Regions from separate parts of the Mus musculus genome. Here regions 2, 3, 4, 5, 6 and 7 are each linked to region 1. Evidence: chromatin contacts called from public Hi-C, HiChIP or PLAC-seq and promoter capture Hi-C data. All regions are on one chromosome and are shown on one strand. The core of a region is the stretch at or near the end of the contact, and the rest is flanking DNA. Distances in the headings are between cores, read along the strand shown.

Region 1 (2,876 bases), core at 126-2,625:
TTTGTTTGTTTTGTCTTTTTAGTTAACTCTACCTGTAGCCATGTTGGCAATTCAGAATAACCATCACACATGACCCAGTTTGAGAACAGAACACTGGGCCATTGAGCACTTTACCTAGAGCCCAGTAAGGAGTGTGGGGCTGAGGTAGAAATGGAAGCCATTTCTGTGTTTACACATGAAGTGATCATTCTGTCTTGAAATCTTACTATAGCCAGGCAGGCACACATCTTTAATCCCAGTACTTGGGAGGCAGAGGCAGGCAGATCTCTGAGTTAGAGGCCAGCCTGGTTTAAAGATGGAGTTTCAGGACAGCAAGGGCTACACAGAGAAAACGTATCTACATATTTAGAAAAACCAAACCCAAACTAAGCAATGTGCCAAACAAAAATCCTACTACATTCTGAAGAAGACCAGCAGGGCGGATGAGAGCAGCTGGGGCCACCGCCTCTACACTCATTTTTGTTCCTCTTCTCTACACACATTTCTGTACCTACTTCTTATTATCTGTCCATCATCACCCATCCATCCCAGCTGAACAAGCCCATAAGGAAGCCACTATTGGGTCCTGGCTGAGTTGCTCAAGCTGACTTTGAATTCCTGGTTTCAAACAATTCTCTTGCCTCAGCCTCATAGATAAGTGGAACCCCTGGCCCGTGCCGCCCAGCTTCACTCAGTGTTTATACTTATGTTACCTGCTTTACAGCTGTGCAGAAACTCCACACAGTTCTTGATATCTAGGCCATTCGACTTTCAGTGCCAAGCCTGGGTTTTTAAACTGCCTCTTCCCCATACACTAGCTTGAAGCAAACTAGGCATGCTAAGGTAGGAAGGATGAATGGATGGACGGGTGGATGGAATAAATGAATGGTTTGTAGGTGCTCATCAAAGCTAGAATGGATCCCAGCCTCACCCCGGCACTACCTCAGTTGGAGTCTTCAGGTGGTGCTACCAGGGACCACATGAAAGAGGGAAGGTTGTGGTGGCTAGGTTCTCTAAGAACAAGGATGGTCCTAACCGGAAGCCCAGACCTGAAACCCACTGTGCCTTCCTCTGACACCTTAGCATCCAGGACATTCAACAAAGACCAGGTGAAATTTTAGAGAGACCAGGTAAAATGTACCTCGGCTGACTACCTGGGATACTAGGGAAATGTTTGACAAATGGGTGACCCTGCTGAAGGTTCCTTCCCTTGCATGGCGACCCATGGTGTTATCTTCTGGCCTCAGGACTTTAGTGAGCCAGGGAACACCCTGGGCGTGGCGAGGGCGGGCTCCCGTATCAGAGGGTGGAGCCTGGGGCTGAAAAATCCAGAGAGTGGGGCGGAGCCTACGGCCCGGGGGCAGGGCCTGGAGCCCGAGGGCGGGTCAGCCTCTTAGGGCTGCTTGGCTGCTCCAGGGAGTTCGGGTGCCCAAGCGCTCGATCCGGGAGAGGCTGCAGCCGGGTCGGGGCGCGGATGCTGGAAGTTCACATTCCCTCGGTGGGGCCCGAGGCCGAAGGGCCCAGGCAGAGTCCAGAGAAAGGCCACATGGTGAGCAAATGGACGAAGAGTGTGTGCGGGGATCTACCGATTATCTTCGCGATCAGCGCAAAAGGGACCCAGAATTCAGGGCTAGGACATTCGTCGCAAAGGTTCGGGGTTACTTGGCTTTGCCAGCCCCTTGGACAATGGTTTGGGCTCTTGAGGGGTCGCTTGGAGCAGAGGGGAGGGCCGGTTACCCTTTTCTTTCAGGTGTGTCTGGGGTTCGGAAGGGGTTTCCCTGATGGTGGCACGCCAAGTCGGCTTTGTGCCTTTCTAACACCAGAAATTGGGCGCGTCTCGCGGCGCGGGTCCTACTGCATCCTTTGGACCCGCCGTCTGCACTCCTCCGCCCGCCAGGTGTTCCAAGTGGAGGTGCTGTACAGCGGACGCAGACACACCGTGCCGCGGCGCTACAGCGAGTTCCACGCTCTACACAAGCGGGTGAGATGTCGCGGACTACCCACCGATTTGGCTCCAGGCCAGGTCCCTCGGTGGCATGAGAAAGAGCTCTGATCCCAGCTTCTGGTTGGTCACCCCCATTACTGTCCCAGCCCCCAGGAGGGTGCAGATCATAGGCGACTCCCCCTGGGCTGCAGGGCCCCTCGCGGGGAGGACGCAATGGCTAGAGCTCAGCTCAGACTGACCTTGTCCGTGTGCGTCCTTTCCACTCTCTGGCTTGTCACTTCTGTCCCAACCACCTCTTGCCAGCTGTCCCAGGTTGAAGCTTAAAGACAGACATATAGAGAGGACTGGAGAAAGTCCTCAGCTAGATGCAGTGGGCTTGAGTGCTTTGCTGGGAACTCACCTCTGTAACTGATGTACAGATCAAGAAACGGTACAAAGTGCCTGACTTTCCCTCAAAACGCCTGCCCAACTGGAGGACCAGAGGACTGGAACAGCGCCGGCAGGGATTAGAGACCTACATCCAGGTGTGCACGGGGTACACTTGGTTGCCCCTAAGTCTGAGGGACCAGGGGAGACCCAGTTAGAGATGTGGGAGTGTGTTGGGTCCCACAACTTGGGGTTGTTATTCAGTATCTCAGGCTCTTTATCCAAATGAGTACGAACTTTTCTATCTGGGTTATTGAAAGTTTTGAATAATCCAATGAGTAGATTCTTCACCCTTAGGGTGTTTTCCTGTATTTTCTTCATGAGGTGTGTGTGGACTCCTTCCTCTAACAGTGATAGTTATTTGACTAGCCTGCCCACTTTGTGGTGCTAGTCTTTGCGGTTCATTCCTTAGGATGACCCTGAGTTTGGGCTAATACTTATTTCTACTGCCTTGAAAGTCTTCATTATTTTGGAACAAATGTCCTCAAAATTGTTGTAATGGGTTGTGCAATTAGTAGCTGGATCT
Region 2 (2,876 bases), core at 163-2,662, 910 kb before region 1:
TGTGGACAGTCACAAGAAGCAGAAAGGGTTTTGGTCCACATGAATCCACCCATTTTGCTATTTGGCACTTATGACGTGAGGCTCCTACCCTCTGCCACAGACTGGGGGACAGGAGCTCTGTTTTCCAGTGGTGGTTGGAACAAACAGTAACTGCGTTTGGAAACTCTGATCTTTCTCAGGCAGGTATTTTGAAGAAAGATAGGGTCACTCTAGCAACGCAGCCTTGAGCTGTGAGAAACTGTGGAAGAGTTTCCTACTCAGGAAGAGAACTGAGAGTAGCCTGGCTAGAGTTTGCTTCAGAGAACAGGACTGGGTGTGGAAGGGCAGCTGTAGCGCCCAGTGGACCCTGGCCATGTAATAATACTAGCTGCAGCTGCATCCATCGCACCACTGGGAAGCTGATTCACCGCCCACGCCTCTGATCGTAGAACCCTTCAAACCCTCTGACAAGAGAGGAAGGCTGAGAAGGTACATTTCTGGGCCATCACCTGACAACTCTGTAGATTTAGACAAATCCCTTAGCCTCCCTTTACTCCAGTTTCCTCATGGAACTGATGTCAGACAACACAACCAATCTCCAGAGCAGTTACGATGATTAATGTTTGCTAGAATGATTGTCACTGGGCAGGAAGGCGAGTCAAGACATAAAATTCTCCTAAAAGAATGAAAAAAACCCACATCAGGTTTGCTTTTTCCCACTTTTGTGTGTGTGCATGTATATACATGCATATTAGCATTTGCCTGAGAACGTCCCAGACTATGTTGGAAACCATCTATAATTGCGCTTCTAACTTTGGATTGAGGCTGGGTTTCTCAATCCGTTACAGGTAGGCGCCATGCCCACTGGGCATTTTCACCCGGATACTGGGGATTTGAATTCCAGTCCTTGTGTTTGCATGGCAAGTGTTTTAACCACTGTGCATCTCAGTCAAACAAAGGGGCGAGTGTTGTTAACATAGGCATAAGGTGGCAAGAGGGTGTTGCTGTGACAGGAGACTTGTCTAAGGATATCATGTGTGTTGTGAGAGAGAAGAAGCATGGAAAAGGAGAGAGATGAGGAGGAGAAAAGGAAAAGAGAGGCTTGAGGGACAGGTAGAAACTAAAGTGGGAAGGAGAAAGAGGAGAGAATCAGAAATAAAGAGAGGGAAAGAGAAAAGAGGATAGAGGGAGGAATGTGGGATGCGAGAGAAAAAGAAAACAAGAGAGGGAGGTTAGAGCTAAAGGGAGAGAAGAGAGAGGAAAAGGAGAAGATAAAAGAAGGAAGAAAGATATGAAAAAGAGGGAGGGAAAAGAAAGCAAGAAAAGGAGGGGTGGAACCAAAGAGGATTAGTAGCCAGAAGGCTAGAAAGGAGACGAGGACCAGGCGCTCGATGCGCTCGTCGCTCACCCACCCGGCCTTGACTGAGAGGTACTGTAAAGCCCCGCCTCAGCCCCGCCCCCTCGTCCCGCCCGCCGCGGGCCAAGCCGGAGCAAGCTAGGAGGCAGCCGGCTCTGCGGAGGCAACATGTACCGGCTCCTGTCAAGCGTGACAGCTCGGGCTGCGGCCACCGCAGGCCCAGCCTGGGACGGAGGGCGGCGCGGGGCGCACAGGCGACCGGGCCTGCCTGTGCTGGGCCTTGGTTGGGCCGGCGGCCTGGGGCTCGGGCTGGGGCTGGCTCTCGGCGCGAAGCTGGTGGTCGGGCTGCGGGGCGCCGTCCCCATTCAGTCCCCCGCGGACCCCGAGGCGTCCGGCACTACCGAGTTATCGCACGAGCAGGCCCTGAGCCCGGGGAGCCCGCACACGCCTGCGCCGCCAGCAGCCAGGGGCTTCTCCAGAGCCATCGAGAGCAGCCGCGATCTGCTACACCGGATCAAGGTGCGGGCCCAGTGGGCGTCAGGGCGGCGGCTTCCGTTTTTCTGACTGCCTGGCCGCGGGCTGACGCTCTTAGGGCTGCTCAAGTAGCAGCTGAGGTCACCGGTCGCGGAGGGGCCCGCCCCTTCCCCTTTAGAGTCCTGTGCACTCCGACGGCCAGGGCAATCGGAGCAGAACCATTGCCCTCCTGGTGGGCGGGACCGCAGAGTGGGCGGAGTCAGTCTACTTTTGAACCACCAGGGTCTTTCTTTTCTCTTAGGATGAGGTTGGTGCCCCCGGCATCGTGGTTGGAGTTTCTGTAGATGGAAAAGAAGTCTGGTCAGAAGGTGAGTTCAGCAGGTAGCCCATTTTGTTATTGGTAAAATAAAATACTGATGTTTTACAGGTTGGAGTTGCAAAAAGTGGCACATTTGTAGAGACAATGTATCCCTAGAATAATCAGGCTGTTTTATTTATCACTGGAAAGTTTAAAATGTAACTAACTGGGCTAGGAGTATAGCTCAGTGGAAGCTCACTTGCTTAGCCTCCATGTGTGAGGGCAAAATAAAGTAAATAATTAAATTGTGTGACTCAAGTACGTGGATGTGTTCAAAATGCTGTTTCTTCTCCCAGTTTACTCTTAAGAATTGGTCTGAAAATGGAATGTAGAACAATCCATTAAATTACCACTATTACATATTAGATAACCCTTATTAGTAACTAAAATGTCAGTTTCTGCATATTTTTATTCTTTCATTCTGTAATTTTTTTATTCCCCACTTCTGTAAAAGGCACTATACCAAGTATTAAGAATACATGATATCCCTGGTCCTTAATGATTTACAGTTTATTATTACATTTACTAGACAGAGTGTTACCTGTTTTGTTTTTAACGACAAGCTTGAAGTGGTTTGGGATGGAGCTCAGTTGGTGCTTGCTTTTGGGTACAAGTTCTGGGTATAATCCCTTGCACCACATAAATCAAAGTGGTATGGACCCATGATCCCATTCCTCAGGACGTAGAAGCTGGAGGATCAGAAGCTTA
Region 3 (2,876 bases), core at 188-2,687, 880 kb before region 1:
AGCTCTTCATTTTTCTTGATAGCATGTAAAGTACTTGTCATTTATATATTAAGTGATGTTTTAACAGAACTTAAGTTTAACAGAATTTCCTGTAAATTCTGTAAACAATAATTATTCTAGAAGTCACTTGTTTTTTTTAAGGTGAAACATTAAATTTAGTATTCCAGAACCGTTAACATTTCAGCATGTAACAGACATGTCATCTGTTTCAAGTTATAGCTTCAGTGTAGTGTTTTACTCTTAAATTCTGTTTCCATTTCCACATGTTAAGTACTAAACAGACACATATGGTATAGCAAACACATCAGACAGCAGTTTGAGAATGAAGAATCAACATATATTTTATTTGCATTGCAAAAAAGAAAATTCATCATCTTAATGATCATCTTAAGTTAAAGACTTAAGTCAACGTATCCTTTACCTGGCTCCCATATGTTTCTACAAAGGTTTGAGTATGTTTCTTTAAAATGACCCTTATGACAATTCTGTAATGTCATTTCTAGTCAACAGTGGATCCTGACTTATTAAAGTGTGAATCTTTCCTGAAACGTCCTTTAGGACAGGGAAATTTGAAATTTTATACCTGGACATTTCACATCCATGAAGTAAGAATTTGGGCTCTGAACCAGCCGTTTCTTCTTATGTTTTTTCTTCTCCTCCTCCAAGGAAGGGTGTAACAGATCTCTAGCCAGCTGTGGAAGGAAACATATTGTTACTACTGGAGTCACAGTACACGGGTGGCAGCCCGAATCACACGAGGAACGCAAAGCAGGAGCAACAGGCACACTCCGCAGAGGGGGTACTTAAGACCCTAACTTTTCAAGATAGGACCACTTTCACCCACACGTTGCCAGTCCTTTCCTGGCACTTTACAGCGCTCGGGCAGCATATGGGAGAGAGAACCCCTTTGTCGTTTGGCTGGGTAGCCATCAAAGCTAAGTAAAAACCAGCGTCTGGCTCGGGCCTCCCCGAAGCCGCAGCGCAGCAGATCAGAACAAGGCCGGGATGACCTCAGCCCCGGGGCTCCACATCCAATGGCCAGCACAGGGCTGCGGCATGCTCGCCCGGGGTGGAGTGAACGTGTCGGAAGCTGCGAGGCCCGTTAGTGACCCTGAAGCCCATGGTGAGCTGGGAGCTGCACCCCACGGGCTGGCCACTCACGCGAGCCCGGACAGGGCCCGCCACGCCATGCCGCGCCGTGTCGCCCGGACAAGTCTCAACAAGCCCGCCATGCCTCGGCCCGCAGGAGCAAGAGACGCCGCGGGCTTAGCCGCCTGCCGAGGCGCCAGACTAACAGAAAGCCTGAAGGAAAGCAAGCCCGAGCCCAAAGTCAAAAACTTACGGGCATGGTGACGGCTCCGCAAGCGCGGCCGCTCCAGGTCGCCGAGACGAACTGCTCGCTTTCGAGCGCCCCTCAGCAACTTCCGGGATAGAGGCGGCGGGGAGGAGTGGAGAGGAGTGGAGGCGGGGGCGACCGCTCTAGGCTCCCGTCTCAGTGGTACGGCTCCCGCCCTGACCGCCGGGCCAAGTCCAATGAGGGACATTTAAATGGCTTCTGCGTTAAACTCCGACTCCGCCCTGCACCCAGGCCGGGCTTCGGAGGCCCGGGCATTAGGCATTAGAGGGAAACCAGACCCGAGGCTGCAACTAGCCTGGTCTCCCCTGTTCATTGTGCGGGGCAGCGGACAGGGGGACACACGGAACAATAATCTTTGTTCTTCGCTGTATTACAAACACCATAGGCGAGCCTGGGAGGGGGCTGGCTCAGCGCTTAAGAGTGTGTGTTGGTTAAGACTGTGTACTGCTCCCGCAGACGATCTGGGTTTGGTTTTCAGAACCGAGCTGGGCGGTTCGAAACTGCCTCAAACTCAACTCCAGGGAGATCTGCAGGTCTTTTCTGATCTCTATGGCACTGCACTCCCTATGCGCGCGCGCGCACACACACACTCATAATTAAATTTAAAAATCTGATTTTGGGGTTGGAGGTGTAGCTCAGCTAATAGCATGCTTGCCTTGCCTTCATGAAGCCTTAGGTTAAATCCCTAACACCACTAAATAAATAATTTTTAACTAGAAAGATCCCACTGACGGGTTGTGAAACAAACTTCTAGTCTTGTGTCTGTGCCTTCTAAGGAGTGAGACTTGAAGTTCTGCACCGGATAGGCTTCACCTCCGGTTTGCTTTGCTCTGAAATAGTTTTTTAAACAAATCCCATTTGCTGCTGTGTTTGATATGCCTCTGTCTCAGAAAACGTGGTAGGTGGCACCTAAGAAAGAAACCTGATATTGACCCCCTGGCTTAAACACACACACATACACCATTTATAAGCTTGACCCTAAGACTGTCCTACCAATTTGGGGAAAAAAAAAAGATGTATAATACTCAATTTGCATAAAGCAGAAGAAAATTAAAACACCGCATTCCCTCATGGAGGAGTGCTCACCCAGTAAGTAAGAAACCCCGAGTTTGATTTCCAGCACTGGATACATCTAGGGGTATGGGGCACACTTATTATAATCCAGCACTTGGGGTTTAGGCAGGAGGGTTGGAAATTCAAGATCATCTTCAGCCATATGGGGCCATCTCTGGAACACCAAAAATGAATAAACTGTAAGTCAATACTAAATATGGTGATATAGATAACTATGTAAATTATTATGTGTGTACGGGGAAAATAATGGTCCTAGAAGTTCCAATGTCTCAATGTCCATGGTCTGTGGTTACTTGACGAGTACAGTTAAGGCTGCAGTCTGCATGAGATGCCTGCCCTAGTCTCTGCCATTTGAACACTTGAGACCCAGTTGGTGCGGTTTAGGCTTAGGAGGCTTAGGAGGTGTGGCCTCATTGCAGAAAATATGTCCCTAGAAGCCAGCTCT
Region 4 (2,876 bases), core at 212-2,711, 780 kb after region 1:
AGAATTCTTTGACTAAATCTTATCAAGAACTCCTCCTGTCTAAAACACGTACCCTTTTTAATGCTGTTGTCAACCAAATTTAAACATGATGAATTTAATACCCCTAGTACCAAACTGTAATACCTTAAGCCCTCAACGAATGTAGGTCAAACAATACATTAAAATTATGTTTCTTTCCAGTGTTTACAAATCAAACCTCTGGAACTGGGACACCTACTTGAGGTGTGGCAATGTTTTAAGACTAAATCTTACACTTACGTGTCAATACTAAATGCTTCCGCCTATGTTACTCCATTTCATGTGTATTATAAACTGCCAATTATACAGTTAGTAGACAATGATGATTTTAGAATTAGTCAAAAAAAAAAAAAAAAGGAAAACTGCTTTTATTGATCCAAGGATCGTCATGAAAAGACATCTGTAAGTTCAGAGCCTAACAAGACCTAGCCTTACAATCTGATATGCATAGACTTGTGGGAAAGAAAAACGGGTTTCATTCCCGGAATCTCTTGGCAGGTGTGCACTCTGTCACAGGTCCTGATGAATAGAGAAGCAAAGTAAACAAGAGCCACTCCACTCTTAGAGGCTGATCCCAGCTGTCAAGCTGGGGAAGCGGGCGAATGACTGTTGCTAAATTTAAGTATTTCAGGAATTCCAGCGGTCGTTTTCGCCCCACCTCCCCGCTGCTTTCTTGGGACCCCAAGTTTCCCAAATATCTTGGGACCCCAAGTTTCCCAAATATCTGGAAGGCCAGCGAGCTGTGTTTACGTCTTGTCGTCCCCGAGACCGCACAATGTCAGTGACACCCTTGCGCTGCCGGTCCAGGCGACTAGCCCGACAACCGGGCACAGACTCCCCAAAAGTGACAGGCCCCAAGAAGGGCTGCACGGGGGACACTTTTAACGAGTGTTGCGTCGCACTCGGTTGTTCTCCCTGAGTTGAGGCGAGATGGCCTCATTCCAGCCCCCAAACTCCGAAGGCCCGAGAGCTCACAGGCCAGCGATAGCCCACCGGGTTTCCTTCCAATCCGACAGCCAGGTACTCCAGAGGCTCGTAGCGCCTCGCAGCCTTCAAGCCCTCCTCTCCCCCCGGGATCCCCACAGGTTCACTCGCCGAGAGCCCAGAGCGGGCACCGGCTCGGGACTACTTCGTTACCTCTCTGCGCGGAGGTGAGCGAAGTGGTGAGAAGCCGGGCGGCCGCAGCGCCGCAGGTACAAGCGCCGCAACTGGACATCTCCGCGGGGCCTAGGCCAGGGCTTCGCGCCCTGAGGATCGAGGGGGCTCAGCGACCCGATCGTGTCGCGCGAGTGTTCCGCTGACTGGCTCCGCTCCCTTCCGTCGGTTCTATGCTGGCGCAGCGTTTTCCCCACCAGGCAGCCAGGCCTGGACGATCCCAGCGTCCCACCGCCTTCTACTCACCGGAGTAGGCTCCTCCCCTCCTCCCCTCCCTCCCTACTCTCCCCCATTCCCCGCCCACCCCGGCCGGGGAGCGTGCGCGCGCTTGCGTCCTAGACCCAGGAGGAGGCGTGAGTTTACGCTGCGCATGCGTGGAGACTAACGTGATTCCAGAGAATGGGGCGGTAACCTGGGCACCAATGAGCGCGCTACGGCAAGCGGCGAACCCAAAATTTTGCGGTCGCCTAATTTCTCGGGAAGTCTCTTTATTCGGATGTTAAAAAGTTTTAGACCCAAAGAGACACGCGCCGTGTCGGGAGTTGACCCTACGCTTCTTAGGAGCAGGGGAAATAAAAGCGCAAAAAGGTGAGGATCTTTTTTAAGTGATCCGAAAACTAAGAATGTAATTCAGTGGTAAAGACCATAATCCCACATAATAATTATAAACAGACAGTAACTACCAGGCGCTTGCACTTCGGCAAGTTCCTTCCTTCATGGACTCTATATCCTGGCTTCCTTTATGTTCGCTGTTTCGTTTCATTTGCAGCATGGAAATGGTCTCCTAATCCCACTCCCACTCCGAGCAACAAGCTGGATAGAGCTAGCTTTCCTTGCTCTTTCAAGCTTTGTGATGATAAAGTTTTCAGTCGGGGCTAGTTGCCTGTGTGGATTTTTGTTTTGGTTTTCTGAGCGAGGGTTTGTCTGTGTAACCTTGGCTGTCCAAGAACTCCCTCTGTAGACCAGGCTGACCTCGAATTTAAGAGTACTGCCTCTAACACCATATGGGTTTTATTTGGGTTTGGTTTGGAATTTATGCCAGAGTAATTATATATATATCATCAACTCTAGCCGCCAAATTGCTAGGTGGCCTGGAACTTGTTCTGTAGCTGAAAATGGCTCTGAACATCTGATGCCTGTGCTCCCACCTCTAGATGAGACTACCGAGTTGTACCACACCCTGCTGGAACCTTTAGACAGAAACTGTGAGGAAAGAGAATTAAGCCAGGATCAACACCAGTTCACTTACATTAACCAGCGTCAATCTCCAGCCAGAAAAGTGACTTCCAGTTCCCCGGGTCTAGCTCACAGAAGGGGAATTCCAGGTGGTTCATACTACTACAGGGTTCTTTCTTAGAGAGCTGACTCGTGGTAACACCTCATGGTAAAGTTTCAGAGATGAAAGAGAATTCTTGTCTTTCTTCACTAAGACCCACTCCTTCTTCAGCTGCATCCAGGAATACAGTTGTGAGGAGAGACTCAAGTCCTCTCAGTATGTTGCTTTCCAACTGTGTTCTTAGACTCTCTCAGAAGCTCTCCCTCCATGGATGCTGTGAGCAAACCAAGAGGGCTGTCTCTGGCTTCTCCCGCCCAAAAAGAGAAGTTATGGGTTTTTTTGTTTTTGTTTTTTCGAGACAGGGTTTCTCTGTGTAGCCCTGGCTGTCCTAGAACTCACTCTGTAGACCAGGCTGGCCTCGAACTCA
Region 5 (2,876 bases), core at 115-2,614, 720 kb after region 1:
ACCGGATACACTGGTATTCATAGTATCAAACCAAAACAAATGAACCCGGGAGAGAACTATTATCAACCTCATCAGCCAATTATGTTATAAAGGTTTCTAGGTGTGGTCCAAGTCCTCTACATTTGCATGCTTTAGGACAGTATAAAAGATACTGCTCTGCATCTTCAGTAAGTGGATCCAACTTTGAAGCAGGACACAAGAGGTGTGTCCTCCCAGAAATGCACCAGTGTAAACCTGTCGCGTGTTTAAGGGACTTTATAGTCCAAATTCTAGAGTTTTATGCACCACACATCGTCAACAAGGAATACAGAGCAAAGAAGTGGCAAAGGCTAGCTTTCGCGGATAAGCATACAAGTTAACTAGCACGCAGATTCGAGTTCCAGACACCACAGCTCCAACCACCGAGCGCATACTGGTTCTCACCCGCTTCTTTTCCTCCACTTCCTGCACGCACTTCACCCTCCAGCGGTCAATCTCCTGCTCCCGTTCCGTGGCCTGCGCGGCCTCCGCCTCCCGCTCAGCCTCCCGATCCCGGGCCCTCTCACGAAGCCGCAGCCGGCGGCGCCGGACCCTCTCCAGCCTCCGTCGCGCCTCGCCCACATAGGCGGCCTGGGCCAGCGGCTGCAGCCGCTCCGCTAGCTCCGCTCGTAGTGGCGCCGCCTGAGCGTGCAGGGAGGCCCAGGCTGCTCCGTCGGCCTCAGCCTCGCGCAGGGACTGCCCCAAGCTGCGTAGCCGCCGCACCAAACGCAAAGCGGAACGCAACCGCGCGCGGACTTCACCCAGGCTGGGCCCGGCGGGTGTGCGCGGGGTCCGGAGGCCACCGGGCCGCCGGGGGTTCCCGAACACCGCCTCCAGCCACTGCCGATCACGCAGGCGCTGCAGGGCCGCGTCTCCGAGCACGTCGGGCGGCGGCGGCGCCTCCGCCCAGCGCGGGCTCCAGGGCGGCCCGGGACCTGGAGGCGGTGGCCGTGGACGCTCGACGGCGTCGGGCCCCGGGAAGGGCCGGCACTGCGGCGGCGGCGGCGGCAGCGGTGGGGGTGGCACCGGGAAGAAGGCGCCGCCACCGCCACCGCCGCGGGAGGCCTCGGCTGGCGCGCGGGGCTGCAGGGCCAGCGGAGGCTGGAGGAAGGGGGCGGAAGCCCCCGGGAAGGGGCCGGGTCGCTGGGGAAGGGGCGGCGGGAAAGCCGGAGAGGGCAGCGGCGGGGGCGGACAGCCGAATGGAGCGGAAGGCGGTGGCTGCGGAGGGGGAGGTCCCTGACGGCTCTGGGCGAAAAAAGGTGGCAGAGCCATGTCTGTAGTGCAGCGGTTGGGAGCAGTGACAGTAATCTGGGAACTTCTTTATCCGGGTTCCAGGAGGAAGTGACGTGTATAACGTGCGACCGGTGCTTGACTCACTTCCCGGAAGCGAGGCGTAGTGCAGGACCTTGGTTTGTCGTGCCAGGAAGCTTGAACCTTCCCAAACCACCAAGGATCCGTCTCCGATGTTAGGGTTTATTTCGGGCTCAGGCTCGGGCTCTCCTCCAAATCGACCTTAACACAGCAGGACAGAAAGAGAAGGCGGAGCAGCCCTGAACCCTCAGTAGAACAAGTTTTTATAGAAAAATAAAAGCTGAAAGGAAATAAAACTTGAGACATGTGATTCATGTAATTTATGTCAAATAGCCCAAAGAGTTGTTTGTGAGCTTTGAAACCTGGGGCTGAGAACATAGCAGAACAGGCCAGGACATGCCCCCCTATCTCCCGCCCTTCTGACAGTCTGTTGATGTTTAAATGAACCAATCATGTGAAACCTCGCCAATTCCTCCCCCAGCCCCATCCCTTTTCTATAAAAATCCCTAGCTTCCAAGCGTCAGAGTCGAAACCACTGTCTCCTGTGTGAGATACGTTTCGAACCGGAGCTCTGCCATTATGGCTCCACCATGTGGTCGACACCTCTGTCTCCTGAGGGAGATATATGTCGGCCCGGAGCTCCGTCATTAAACTACCTCATGCTTTTACATCAAGATGGTTGTCTGTTCGTGATTCTTGGGTGCGCTCCGAATGGAAATTGAGTGGGGGTTTCCCCACTAGGTTCTTTCAAAGCGAGGGAGGGGTTGTCCAGTCTGGCAAGCATCTAATAGAATGACTATAAGCCAATAGTTGGGTGCCCTGAATCGTGCATTTGATCACAAACAGTTTGAAAGTACATCTGAAACAATCAAACTAATCTTTGATTAACTGTTGCTAGGAAGTAGCTAGGGATTAACTCTGGCCAAGGACAAGCCATGGGGTCCTTTCTGGTATTTTGGTGCAGCTTGAGTTCTGCTTTTTTCTTTTCTTGAAGATGGAGGCTGGTCCCAAGATGGAGTAGGTTTGGCCTCTCCAATTCAGTCTTGAATTCAGAAATCCTGATGATTGTTAACGTTCTAGAGGGACTAGAGACACGGTCTGAAGCTCCGGCTAAGATCTGAAAGACAACAAAAAGTTATGAGAGGAACACAGGATGGAAGCAGCAGGTACTAGTGATTTGCAGTATGTCTGCTGGGGGTCGAAAGAATGCAGGGTGTAAAACACAGAAACACAAAGAGAAGCTAGGTGGTCTTGGAGAGATAGATGTTACAGTGTCCATATGTCATATTGATAGAACCTAGTGGGGAAACCCCCACTCAATTCCCGATTTGGTGTGCACCCAAAACCCAAAAAATCACGAATAGACCGTCTTTGATGTAAACACACAAGGTAGTTTAATGATGGGGTTCCGGACCAACATGCATCCCACACAGGAGATAACGGATGTTGGCCACAGGCTCGAAAGCTAGGGGTTTTTATGGGGTAAGGAGCTTAGGGGTGTGGAATTCAGCATAGCGACATGCTATTGGCTTATTCAAACATCAGCA
Region 6 (2,876 bases), core at 245-2,744, 670 kb after region 1:
CAGCACATAAAACCAAGGGTCAGCCAAATATATTATGCTGGACTCTCGATAGGATTAAAAATAAACGCAAGATTCTTTTGAAGGATTCCTAACACTGCCCGTTGGCAAACTACTAGCCAGGGAACACATATTCTAAACTTTCTGGCACTGAAGATGTTACCTGGTTGGTTGAGTGTTTGCTTACCACGTACGAAGCCCTGGGTTCCATCCCCAAGTTTACCAGTGCCAGGAATGGTGGTACACATTTACAAACCCAGCACTTGGAAGAGGAAGGTAGAGGATTCAGGAATACAGGGCCATCCTTGCCTTCATAACAAGTTCTGGGACAGCCTGGGCTACATGAGACTGCCTCAAAAATAAAAGAGAATTCCTTCATCCGTGTAGTCACTAGCTGACCATTGGTTGAGTCACTGGGAACAGGCTGGTTTTCAAAGGAAAACCGTGTTTTGGGTTCCACTTCTGAGCCAGGAGTGCTGACTTCAAACTTCCTCAGAGAATCTCAGAGAAAGGAAGAGAAGGAAAGTCATAGCTCACAGGCCTGGTGGCCATTCGCTGTAGGCTGGAACTGGGTAGCCAGAGGAGCCCCTTCTGGTCCCCCATCTTCAGCTGGTTGGGTCTTTAAGTGTCAGAGAGCAGGGCAAACACTCCTTTTGGGGTCTCTGTGATGACTTTTAGAAGTGATGAAGGTCTAGGATGACAGAAATTATCTTAGTAGTAGCCCAAGATCCCAGGTTTCCCAAGGACAAGGTCTTGGCACCTGGGACTACAGACTTTCTTGAAAGTCAAGAGGGGTCTGGCTTGAAACAAATACATTTGATAAGAATAGTCTGTTTCAGAGTCCCAAGGGTTGGCAGTGGAGGAGTGGCCCAAGCCTGAGAAATTCTAATCTCAAATGACTTCTACTAAGTTTCTTGGAGGGGGTGGGGTGGACAGCACAGATCAAGGAGTAGCAAAGATGCCACTGAATTCAAAGGGGACCCAGGACTGGAGACCAGCGCCAACAGGTCTCGTTAGTGTCAGCTGATGAGATTTGGCTGCTGGTCCTAGGGATGCAGATAAGTAGAGGAACTAAGAGAAACACAAAGAGAGAATTTGGGGGGGGACAGGAGTCACAGGCACCGAGAACAGAGGCAGAGGCAGGCAAGCAGCTAAAGATAACCAAAGCGATGGAGAAGCAAGGCGAGAGTGATAGCCTGCAACAGAGAAACTGAGGCAAAAAGCAGTCTTAGGGACTCACCCAACCACCGGGAGAAGCAAGCCCCTGAGAGCTGGTGGATGAAGCTGCCCTCATCCTCCGCTCTCCAAGCTACTCACCAGACTTGCCCGCTCCGCGGCGCCCAAGGATAGCCAGGTTAACTTCCAGGGGCACGCTGTGCGGCCCGCTGCCAGCTCGGGGCTTGCCGAACACCGACGACATGGCGAAGCTGCAGATGGCCACGCCGGTCTCCCGGCCCGATGGGCTGCTAGTTGCACGCCCCCAGTCACTCAGACTATGGTGTCCGCCCGCTGGAGGAGGGGCGTGGACGGGGCGTGGCCTCCATGCTCCAACTGCCTTTTAAAAGCCGCTGAGCCCCCAGCCAGAGCACCCTGCAACCAGGGTTGCACTCCTTGCCTCCTGGTGGGTCTCTGTGTCACTTTTGCTTTAGACCACAGCCAGCTCACCCTCAGCACTTTACTTCTGTGTTTTGCATGGGCGACTCCAAGTAGCATCGCTGCAGAACTCAGGCTCCTGGGACAAAGGATTTGTGCCCCTTGCTAAGACTTCATGACCTAGCCAGGTGTTTTATGCTTCTAGTCCCAGCATTTGGGAAGCTGAAGGAGGGTTGCAGCAGTGGTGCATTGGAGGCCAACCTGGGCTATTCCAGGGTAGCTTAAGTTACATGTGAGGCTGTCTCAAACCAAACATAAAACACCTCACCCACGCTCCTGTAAGTAAACCTATTTGAACTCATTGGCTCGCCAAAAATTAATCAAAAGTATGACAATTGGAAGGAAGGTAACTGGGAAGAGGAAGGGGATACGTGAGTGGTAGGGACATGAGAGGGACTATGGGGGCTGTGGCTATGACCAAAATGCATTAGATGCATGTGTGAAAATGTCACATCAAGACTCATTATTATGTATAATTGATAAATGCCACTAAAACGTAAAGCTTTCTACAGGTTTGGCTTCCAGAAATCTAATCCATCCTGGAATACTTTTTCTCCCTGACAGGAGTAAAATGTGAATGTGTCTTCTTTGTTCTGGAGTGGACAGCAGTTCTGAGCTTGGTGATGAGGTTGATGAAGTAGGGGTCATTCCCTGGGGTCTCAGATCAGGCTATGCTGGAGATAGGGCACAAGAGCTTAGTTGCTGAGATAACTTTGGGAAAATCACCCACTTCTTTGGGTTTCTTTTCTTTCTCTCTTTCTTTCTTTCTTTCTTTCTTTTTTCTTTTTTTGCAACGCAATAGCAGCAATGGACCAGCCCTTCTTTGGGTTTTGATGTCCCTGTCTATAAATACCAATGGGCAGATAAATGCAAATTTTGGGGTGTGATTTTGGCAGGCCTGAGTAAATTCTAGAACCCTGAAGGCCTGTATTCTGGAAAACACTGATGCTGGAGAGGGAAGGGCATACTAGCTCCATCCCATTCCTGGCCCATAATGGTGAGCTGTCACCCATTCACCCACTGTGAGGGGAATCCACCTGCTTCCATAGCTGTTAAGCTAATAGAAAGTCTTTGTTAGTTAGGCAGCAATTACACTGGGTGTTTGGGATCCCAGTGTAGCCTTGGGCCTTTCTCAGGGTGAGCTTTTCAGCACAGAACTATTTCCCAGGTTGACACATATCAGTTAGCAAGAACAGTTAGCCAGAATCAGAATTACAGAAGCCAGA
Region 7 (2,876 bases), core at 283-2,782, 640 kb before region 1:
TTTAGAGAATAAGGAGGACATGAAGGGGGGGCAACAAAGAGGAGAATGGAGAGCCCCAAACTTTCAAAAAAAAAAAAGATCAATAGAGTCCTTCTCTCCTTTGTGTGAGGTGCTTGGTGCTAAAACGACTTCTGGTGAACTTCAGTCTCTATAGATTCCTTTAGAGTTAGTAGCAACCCAAAGTTAACAGTTTTCAAAATTGATCGCCACTTTTGTGGGACTTCTCCCACATTCTGCTTCTTCCTGACTGCGTGGGAAAGGTGATAGTAGGCAGATCCTGCCAGCCAGTCGATGAAGGTTCAGTAAAGGGGTAGTGGCTTGTTGCCCACCGGCAGAGTGTGGTCCTCCAAGGGGGGAAGGAGAGCAGAGCTCTGATACTGCTGGGCAGGAGCTGGGCTCTCTCCCCGCTGCCTGGCCAGGGGAATCATTGTTCAGCCACTGGGGTCACTCTTGGTCCCTTCTATTGCAACCCAAGAACAAGTATCACCACAGTGTGGGGACCCATTGACACAAACAAGCAGGACCCAGTCCCCACCTTCTCCCTAAGGTTAGTAGTAGCCTGAGGGAGAGGCAGGCTAAAGCTTGCTTTTCCTTTTCTTATTCCAAAGGAGTTAATTATCCAGGCTTTGGACATGAGCCCACAATTCAGGCTCCTCTTCCCACCTCAACCTGACACCCTGTTCAGCATACTTGCCCTTCGGGTTTCAGCCCCTTATTACAGTTAGAAATAAGGCATGTGCGCACACATGTAGGTTCAGTGTAGCAGAGATCTCGAGGGGAAAGACAATGACTAACGGTGGGCTACATTATCCCCTGGACACGGAGTGTGAAACCTACTGGTTAACTGCCTCTCTGAGGGTTCTGACGATCAGCCAGACACCCCTTCTTGCGGATCACAGCACACAGGAAGACAGTCCTTTCTCAGCGCTCTGCACGTGGTTCCGGGATCCTGGCTAGCAAGTTTCCAAGCCCCATCTCCAGAGGTAGTGTGCTCAGAAAAGAGGCAAATGAGTAACTACAACTGTGCACCAAGCACCGTTAAAAAAAAGTGCCTCCAACTAACCTCAGCTAACAGTGCATCCCAAACGATCCCAAAGCTAGCATCCTTTCTTGAAAATGTGCTAGGCACACAGCAACTTCCTTACTCGCTCAGTAGTGATTTTACTTTATCTTGCAAGAGCCTGGCAGAAATCCTCTCTCTGCCCAGGCATGGCTCAGTGCACAGGACTCTTTTTTTTTTTTTTTTTTTTTTTTTTTTTTTTTTTAAGTAAGCAGAAACTTTACCGTTGAGTGGGGCTGAGCTGGAAGGCTGCTTCTTAAGGATCACCAACAGGAGGACGACAGTCGCGCGCAGGCTGCGGTGAGGCATCTTTGTCCTGGCGACTCAAAGCTGCCACTCACTCGGAGCTGTGGGGCGCTCGGAGCTGGCAGCGGCGCACCAGCACAGTGTGCACTTAGCCTGGGACCAAGACGTGCACGTTGGTTGTGTAGACTCGTGGCTGCCTGTAGGCTGCTTTTTAATGCCGCGACTCAACCCTAAACATGATGTCATCAGGCAGGAGGGCGGGGCAGAAAGCCCAGCCTACCGGAGGGCAGGAGCCCCAGGTCCGAGGTGAGTTGAGGTCCTGACTTAAGTGGTCCTCAGTGGCCCACTGCGGCGGTCCTCTGGGCCACAGGTTACTTGGGGGAGCCAGTTCTCACAGGGAGGTATGGAAAGTCAGGGACCCGTGCAGCACTCACTTCCCTAGATGTGACTGTGGTCTGTCACTGCCCTTACTTGAAAGCCCCAGCATAGAATGCTGTTTGGGCCAAAGCCTCATTCAGGGTCTGAATGTTTCTGCCTGGTCTTAGCCAAGTAGCTGTGAATTACACATCACATCCAGATTAAGCTCTTCTCAACGAAACCACAAAGAGACTGCGAATCGGAAACTAAGATAAAGGGATTCACAGAAATGAGTCGCTTTTCTTGGCGATTAGCATTTCCCTTAGGAGGAGGAGGCATGTAGACAAGGCTTACTCCTTGTGCAAATTCACAGGATCAGCCCATCTTCGGTAGGCAGCAGGTGGAGAAGGTGCCCTCTCTGAAGTAGTGGTGAAAGAAAAGGACTTGCTTTATTACCGAGTGTCTACAAGCATCAGAGACCAGGCTAGGGGTTATGTGGACCAGTGGCCAGGCTGTTTCCAATGCTGGTTTATCACCTGTTGCTACTCCTGCCCACTATTCTCCAATCTCCGCTTGCTTTGCAATATGCACACTTACACTCTAGACAGGAGCCCGTTGTTCTGATCACGTTTGTGTCTAGCCCGCCCATGCGGAGCTGAATCTTCCTGGCCTCCTGCTCTGCTGTTCCCCACCCTTACCTCCTATATCGTCTGTTTGTTATTCCCGCCCGAGATGGTCTCTGCTTCCCTGGCTCCTCCATATCTCTCTACCACCTCAGGTGTGGGGCTCAGTTTCCTGCTCCTACTAACCCTGGTCTCCTGCTGCCTACACATACGGAATAGTACATAACCCCATGTTTGTAACCTGGCCCGCCATGCCCTCTTCTCTGGGCCAAGTCAACCAGCCCAGCCCTCCCCCATCCCCCATCTGTTCTGGCACTCAACCTACAACTCAGGTTGGCCTTGGTGACCAAAGAGGCCATTTGTTCACCTACAACTTGGAGAGACTGAGCAGCCGAGAACCACCAGGAAGCAGGTGTCGCCTGCATTTCAAGGGGTGTTATTGTTCTGTCCCTAACAGCTCAACTATTGTATGGGTAATAAAGGGCTTGAAATCTCTTCAAGGAAGTTGTTACAATGACAATTTTGTCACAATCATTTCCAGACCACAATAAGCTTAAGGGTGACCTTTTCTCAGAGATGAATAGCCTTGA

What was found. Promoter capture Hi-C pulls out the DNA fragments that hold promoters and counts their contacts. Hi-C and Micro-C count contacts between places; a contact is called where the count stands out from the background. HiChIP or PLAC-seq counts read pairs in DNA pulled down with a chosen protein or histone mark. Capture Hi-C pulls out chosen DNA fragments and counts their contacts.
Region 2: a promoter capture Hi-C map of liver shows a contact between it and region 1, with 3 times the contacts expected there. The contact joins the promoter of Lactb here to the promoter of Snx22 in region 1. A contact is called at or near these places in 5 of 39 promoter capture datasets (embryonic stem cells, erythroid cells, liver and 2 more), 3 of 484 Hi-C or Micro-C datasets (CD8 T cells and embryonic stem cells), 1 of 115 datasets of contacts at active chromatin or transcription factors (large pre-B cells) and 1 of 9 other capture datasets (liver).
Region 3: a Hi-C map of B cells shows a contact between it and region 1, with 14 read pairs. The contact joins the promoter of Rps27l here to the promoter of Snx22 in region 1. A contact is called at or near these places in 3 of 39 promoter capture datasets (HPC-7-derived erythroid cells, embryonic stem cells and pre-B cells), 1 of 15 datasets of contacts at CTCF or cohesin (large pre-B cells), 1 of 484 Hi-C or Micro-C datasets (B cells), 6 of 115 datasets of contacts at active chromatin or transcription factors (astrocytes, embryonic forebrain, embryonic midbrain and 3 more) and 1 of 9 other capture datasets (embryonic stem cells).
Region 4: an H3K4me3 HiChIP or PLAC-seq map of bone marrow-derived macrophages shows a contact between it and region 1, with 6 times the contacts expected there. The contact joins the promoter of Clpx here to the promoter of Snx22 in region 1. A contact is called at or near these places in 1 of 39 promoter capture datasets (erythroid cells), 2 of 484 Hi-C or Micro-C datasets (CD8 T cells and regulatory T cells) and 3 of 115 datasets of contacts at active chromatin or transcription factors (bone marrow-derived macrophages, large pre-B cells and memory CD8 T cells).
Region 5: an H3K4me3 HiChIP or PLAC-seq map of fetal liver shows a contact between it and region 1, with 2.9 times the contacts expected there. The contact joins the promoter of Pdcd7 here to the promoter of Snx22 in region 1. A contact is called at or near these places in 6 of 39 promoter capture datasets (the 3T3-L1 cell line, erythroid cells, hippocampal neurons and 3 more) and 3 of 115 datasets of contacts at active chromatin or transcription factors (bone marrow-derived macrophages, fetal liver and pancreatic cancer cells).
Region 6: a promoter capture Hi-C map of embryonic stem cells shows a contact between it and region 1, with 2.6 times the contacts expected there. The contact joins the promoter of Rasl12 here to the promoter of Snx22 in region 1. A contact is called at or near these places in 2 of 39 promoter capture datasets (embryonic stem cells and liver).
Region 7: a contact with region 1 is called in a promoter capture Hi-C map of liver, with 2.3 times the contacts expected there. The contact joins the promoter of Car12 here to the promoter of Snx22 in region 1. A contact is called at or near these places in 4 of 39 promoter capture datasets (the C10 cell line, liver, pre-B cells and 1 more).

The regions. Positions count from the first base shown.
Region 1 is chr9:66,068,258-66,071,133 of GRCm38.p6, reverse strand. Snx22 (sorting nexin 22) reads left to right here and starts at 1,375. Exons shown (of 6, transcript NM_001379335.1): 1 at 1,375-1,528; 2 at 1,877-1,960; 3 at 2,344-2,448. The coding sequence starts at 1,454.
Region 2 is chr9:66,974,020-66,976,895 of GRCm38.p6, reverse strand. It overlaps Lactb (lactamase, beta), which reads left to right and starts at 1,412. Exons shown (of 6, transcript NM_030717.1): 1 at 1,412-1,855; 2 at 2,112-2,178. The coding sequence starts at 1,505.
Region 3 is chr9:66,944,647-66,947,522 of GRCm38.p6, reverse strand. It overlaps Rps27l (ribosomal protein S27-like), which reads right to left and starts at 1,437. Exons shown (of 4, transcript NM_026467.5): 1 at 1,343-1,437; 2 at 584-692. The coding sequence starts at 1,348.
Region 4 is chr9:65,292,845-65,295,720 of GRCm38.p6, reverse strand. It overlaps Clpx (caseinolytic mitochondrial matrix peptidase chaperone subunit), which reads right to left and starts at 1,461. Exons shown (of 14, transcript NM_011802.3): 1 at 1,156-1,461. The coding sequence starts at 1,234. It also overlaps the pseudogene Gm16218.
Region 5 is chr9:65,344,556-65,347,431 of GRCm38.p6, reverse strand. Pdcd7 (programmed cell death 7) reads right to left here and starts at 1,364. Exons shown (of 5, transcript NM_016688.2): 1 at 424-1,364. The coding sequence starts at 1,290.
Region 6 is chr9:65,397,106-65,399,981 of GRCm38.p6, reverse strand. Rasl12 (RAS-like, family 12) reads right to left here and starts at 1,494. Exons shown (of 5, transcript NM_001033158.2): 1 at 1,315-1,494. The coding sequence starts at 1,417.
Region 7 is chr9:66,712,342-66,715,217 of GRCm38.p6, reverse strand. It overlaps Car12 (carbonic anhydrase 12), which reads right to left and starts at 1,532. Exons shown (of 11, transcript NM_178396.5): 1 at 1,285-1,532. The coding sequence starts at 1,369.